Regions from separate parts of the Sus scrofa genome. Here region 1 is linked to region 2. A link is a contact called in public Hi-C data. All regions are on one chromosome and are shown on one strand. The core of a region is the stretch at or near the end of the contact, and the rest is flanking DNA. Distances in the headings are between cores, read along the strand shown. Region 1 holds the start of ARSG (arylsulfatase G). Region 2 overlaps WIPI1 (WD repeat domain, phosphoinositide interacting 1).

Region 1 (2,700 bases), core at 65-2,564, 150 kb after region 2:
TTCACCGACTTTGAGCAACCCCAGATGGCCCCACTTGACTAGAAAAGTGGTTGAAAGAAAGTTTAATCTTATAACCTCTTTTATAAACAACCTGAAAAAAATGGGTTAGGCCTCTGGCTTGTGGTATTTTACTTCTTATGAGGTCACAGAAGGCGGTGAAAACACAGCAGAACTTGAAATTAGGGAGATCTGGTCTCACGCTTCCTAAGCTACTGTAGGCTTGTTTCCGCATTATTAACACTTTTCAACTCTGCTTTCCAAAAGCGAAAACACAACACACGTTCAAGGGACGCACCAGGCCCTTGGCAAGAGAGGAGAGTTCCCAAAGTTCCAGCAAGATCCAAAAGCAAATCAATACTGAATCCAGACGCTCTTACAGCCTTCACAACTTTGCAGCCTGAATGCAGGTACGCACGGCACGCGCCGTCCGAGGACCCCCGACCTTTTCCTCTTAGAAGCCTCACGCTCCTATTAATTCAACGTCATAGGCGCATCTTTCCATGCAGACTGGAAATTGGTACTGAGAGCCGCAACGTCCCATACCGTAGCCAGGAGCCGCGCGGGGCTCTCGAGCCAGTGAAATGCAGCCAGTGGGAGCAGAGACGTGCTGGCGAGTAAAACGCAGGCCAGAATTTGAAGACGTAGTTCGAAAACAGTACTGTACAGTGAGCGAAGGTGGAGAAGACAAATACTGTCTGATTTTACATCTATGTGGAATCTAAGTGAGCACAACTGGTTAAAAGAGAGAGAGGGAGCGTGGAATGAGGCGATTAGGGGCTGGGGGGCGGGGGCAGGAAAGGCGGCCAAGGCTCCAACCTTGCAGCTAGTAGGTAAACAAACCCCGGAGATCTAGCGCACAACACCACTGTGTGATAAACATCAAACCTGCTGAGAGACCACATCTTAGTTATTGACACACACAAGAACGTAAAATAGCTTAATAAATGTCATAGTGAGTATCATGTGGGTGGTATTTGGGGTGCACTGGAGTATATAGAGATTAAATTCCTTTCACCTGCTTCTTTTTGCAGGCGCTGATAAGGCTACCAGAAGCATCACAATGACACAAGTGGCTGGAGCTGCTCTAGATCACCCGTCAGAATCTAGGAAGGGACGAAGGTTCAAACGCGGCACGCGACGAGAACGCTTCTACGGCTCTAGTCCAGAGCTGATTGCACTCACGGCTTTGCGCCCTCGCTGGTTTCCCGCCGCCCCGCCTGGCGCCCGCCCACGTGGCCGCGGCGCCGGATCCCCGCTGCGTCCGGGTCCCGCCGCCCAAGGAGGCCGCGCTGCGCACCCGCTCGGCGCGCGGGGAAGCCCCGGGCGGAAGCTGCTGGGCGAGGGTGCCTGCTCCGGCCCGCGCTTCCTGCAGGGGGAGGGCCCGCCGCCGCCGCCACTGCCTCCGCCCCCGAGGGGGCGCCCGGCCCGCGGGGCCCAGGATGGACCAGCGTCGTGTCGCGGAGTTCCTGCTGCGCGCGGAGAGCCAGCGGGGCCGGGGACGACGGCCACCGTCGTCCTGTTCGTCTGTTTAACCCTCTCTGCTGAGTTGGCGGCCTGAGATGGGAACGCTGAACCCTTCCCTCGACAGGAGAGTTTCTGCCTCCTTCCTAGGCGCCGAGGTGAACATTTCCAATTCACTTTCTCTCCAGAATAGTGTGTAGACAGCGGAAAATTCTTCTCTTTACTCTCAAATGCCTGTGGGTTCAGCATTTGCAGAGCAAAGAAAGTGAAAAATCACTTTTCAAAAGTACAAAGATTTATTGTAGTAACCGAATTATATTTTTGACCTTAACCCTAAGAAATGTTCCTAAGGCAATCATTAGTTATACACGCCGCTTAAGTGATGACTGCAGAAAAATGCCTGTTACCTAAAACTTAAGGCTTGTCCAACTTTTAACAGGAGTGAATGGTTTGTTGCAATAGACTTTTTTTTTTTTTTTCCTGGTCTCAGTGCAGGGTAGGTACAAATGGACTTATTTCTTGACCAAATAATTGTCACCCCAAATTACACACTTAACCAAATCCGAATTCTTTTAGGTTTATCACTCATCCTGACATATAGGACTAAAGCTGTGCTTACCCAGTAGGAAAACAAAAAACTGAACAGAATCGAGAATAGTTAAAAACACATTACCCAAGGAGGAAATAAAACCCCAACAGAATCCATCAAAGTCCACACAGCACTGGGTTCTCTTTTCAGTATTAGAATGACCAACTGTCCACTCTGATTAGTTTTAATGGCCAATCACCATGTTCTAAATGACTGAAGGAGGTTTAATTTTGTAGAGAGTGAATGTAAGGGAAACTGGTGATTCCGTAATGAAATGAGCTTTAAATCATATTACATAAATAATAAGTGAAAGAATTTAGGTATCAAAGTTTTGAAAAATTTACCTTTAGTTTCATCTTCAAGGTGAAATGGGAAGTGGGACGTGCCGTCTGCCCAGCATGCAGCCATACAAGGTGCTCTTTGAGATCGCCAGCACACACGGACCTGGCAGAGGCAGCCCATCGGGTCTGAGGTTTTCAACCCGTTCCAGCTATGGAAATCCGGGTGATAGTCACAGACTGACTGGGGATTCTCAGCACACCCACAGGTATCCCCATCACAGCTCTCTCCATCTCAAGTAAAGGCTTAAAGGAAAGGAGTGAGGAAGATATTTTGTAGAAATAAACCTAACACCTGGAATGAACCCTAAT
Region 2 (2,700 bases), core at 50-2,549:
TTTAAGAGAAATCCACTTAACATCCTAACTTGTAACAAAGATAGAGCCACCTTATTTATTGAAAAAGATGTCTCTTTCCTGATCTTGAAGTTCCCGATCTGGTAATGCTTTTGGTTCTGGCGATTCCTTGAATGCAGTACTATATAAATACTGCATTATTCATCTCTATTGATCTAAACCATTGCTATGAAAATCCTTTACTTAAAGGCTATTAGACTCCTCCCTGCCTTGAAGCCCCTGATAAATAATACTGGCATAGGTGGGTTGGCTGTTTACGCTTCCAGAATATTGTTGAGCATCTTAAATCCAAATTGCCCTCTTTCTGTAGTTTGTTCCAATGGCAGGCACAGCATCTTCCCGCAGGTGCAACCGTCCATGAATTTCCACCTCCGAAGGGGCCCAGTTCCCTTATCAGGGCAGGACATTTGGCTCAGAAAGGGGCAATTTCCAAATAGGTCCTCCCCTGCACCCACCCAAGTTCCCCACCCTTCCACCTGAAATGGCATTTAATCACTTGCAGAAAGACAACACAGCCTCTCACAGTAAGAACACTTATTTCAGTTAAGAGTAAATTGTTTATTGCCCTCCTTGTAATGGAAGATGTTATTTAAGGACCCTTGGGTACCATGTGAAGAGGAGTAGGCAAAATATCCTAAATTCTGGATTCTTGGCTGAAGGGTGGACAAGGTCAGGGTCAACTCAGGGAGGTCTTACCCTGGGAACGTACTTTATATTGGAGTCTTTGGATTAGAGCGAATTGTCACCGCCTGCGAGGCCGTTCCTCCCCTCACCAGCAGGTGGCGCTGTAGTTGTACCGTTTTCAGATGCCCTTTCCAGGCCGGGCCTCCCGGATGGACCTTGGCTTTTCATCTGCGGTTTACCCTCTGCCAGGTCTGTGCGCCCTCTCTATCAACCATTCCAATTCTTACGTGGCCTATCCTGGAAGCCTGACGACAGGAGAGATTGTGCTGTACGATGGACACTCCCTGGTAAGTTGGCAGCGAGCCCGACAGCCCAGCCCACCTGCCTGGCCGCCTGGTCCGGGACAGGTGAGGGGCAGGCTGGGTCGCGTGGGGTGAGGCGCGCAGGTGGAATCAGCACCCGGCGAGTGCGCAGTGGCCGCGGCCGTCGGGTGTGGAGGGGAAGGTAGTGCTCTTTGCCCTCATCGCCATCAGTCAGCATAACCACCCGGCAGCGGGCCAGGCCCAGACACCTGCGGTGGAATGGAAACCTCGTGCCAGCTGGGGCCCGTCGTCGGGCTGAGTGTGTCATGCTGGGCTGTGGCACGGCCTGCGACAGAGTGCAGCTGTTTCACGTTTCCTGTCCTCTGCTCTCAGAGGCTTTGCGGAGCGGGGCAGGCTTGCTGCAGGAAGCCAGGCGCCCAAAGATGCATCCAGAGAGCCCCTGCGACATCACTCTTGCACCTGGCTGCCCCTCCATCTTCCCGGGGGCAGGAAAAAGGACAGAAATGGAGCGGCCCTTGAGGCAGGATCAAGACACACAGGGAAAGGACATACAGCTGGTGGAAAGAGAGACGCGGAGCCCAGCACATGCGGAGGGTGTCCTGGAGGAAAGACATTTTCTCTCTTCCCCTCATCAATCTCCATCTGCCTTTTCACCAACAGAAAACACTCTGCACCATTGCTGCCCATGAGGGGACACTGGCTGCCATCGCCTTCAATGCCGCCGGCTCCAAACTGGCGAGCGCGTCGGAGAAGGTGAGTGCTCCCGTGTTTGGGGCGCTTCTCCGCAGGGCAGGGGAGGGCTGCAGGTGGCCTCAAAGAGCAGATGGGAGGGGACAGGTGATACGAGGACTGGTGGGCCCCTGCATGTTTGTTTGGTGTATTGGTGCATTTGTTACATGAAGAGGCCACAGGCCTCTGCTGTGCAGGATACGAGAAACTTTGCACCAACCCGCACGGTCTTAAGACACGTGCATGCACACCCGCTCGGGTCCGGATAGGTGCTGTGCTGTGTTTCAAAGACACAGTAGACACAAAATGCATGGCTGTTCAGCAGGCAGGCCGGATATCTCATGACTAGCAGTCGGGGCAGGTGACTGAGCTGAATTTCAGACGCCTGAAAAACAGGTGTATTTTTGACAAGCAGGGACTGAATATTCTAGAAGCCAGAGCCCTTTGAAGGAACACGCACAGCACCTTGGGCTAGGGGAGGGAGAGGGAGACAGAGGGTGTTCCATTCACAGCCCCAGAATGGTTTACGTGGCACAGACACAAACCAAAAACCTCTGGGCGCAATGCTCGGTGCTTCCTCTCCCGAGACAGATGTTCAAAAGCAATAGGACAGGCTCCTCTCTAAAGGGACACATCTGTGTGGCCATTCACGGGACGAAACGCCCACCTGCTTTCTCTTCCAGGGCACTGTCATCCGGGTGTTCTCGGTACCCGAAGGGCAAAAGCTCTATGAGTTTCGGAGAGGAATGAAAAGGTCTGTCTGCCCAGGAAAACCCGCTTGAACGTACGCCCAGAGGTTCTGCAGGGGACAGCTGGCAGCCATCGGGGAGTGGACCGAGGGTGGCTGTGTCCCCCCGCACCCCCCAGGCAGGGGTCTAACTCTGCTTCCTCAGGTGACTGACCTAGAGGCCCCGCTGAGTGCTGAGCACACCTGAGAGCGGAGAGGACTTGTTTTTTTCCCCCCTTTGGCCATGCCCTAAGCATATGGAAGTTCCCTGGCCAGGGA

What was found. A called contact is a pair of places that touch in the nucleus more often than the background predicts.
Region 1: a contact with region 2 is called in a Hi-C map of subcutaneous adipose tissue, with 2.1 times the contacts expected there. The contact joins the promoter of ARSG here to the enhancer-like site in region 2. A contact is called at or near these places in 19 of 47 Hi-C or Micro-C datasets (alveolar macrophages, blood, brain and 14 more) and 2 of 2 datasets of contacts at active chromatin or transcription factors (alveolar macrophages and skeletal muscle).

The regions. Positions count from the first base shown.
Region 1 is chr12:11,881,530-11,884,229 of Sscrofa11.1, forward strand. It overlaps ARSG (arylsulfatase G), which reads right to left and starts at 1,315. Exons shown (of 12, transcript XM_021066718.1): 1 at 1,183-1,315.
Region 2 is chr12:11,736,307-11,739,006 of Sscrofa11.1, forward strand. WIPI1 (WD repeat domain, phosphoinositide interacting 1) reads left to right here. Exons shown (of 13, transcript NM_001190294.1): 5 at 892-989; 6 at 1,626-1,718; 7 at 2,378-2,448. Among named protein-coding and RNA genes, the nearest start is that of WIPI1, 22 kb to the left of the region's middle. Within about 2 kb of position 1,300, at least 23 of the 83 cell types and tissues checked have an H3K27ac peak or open chromatin away from gene starts, as enhancers often do. A contact at or near this core is called in alveolar macrophages, retroperitoneal adipose tissue, skeletal muscle and 1 more, where this site is marked.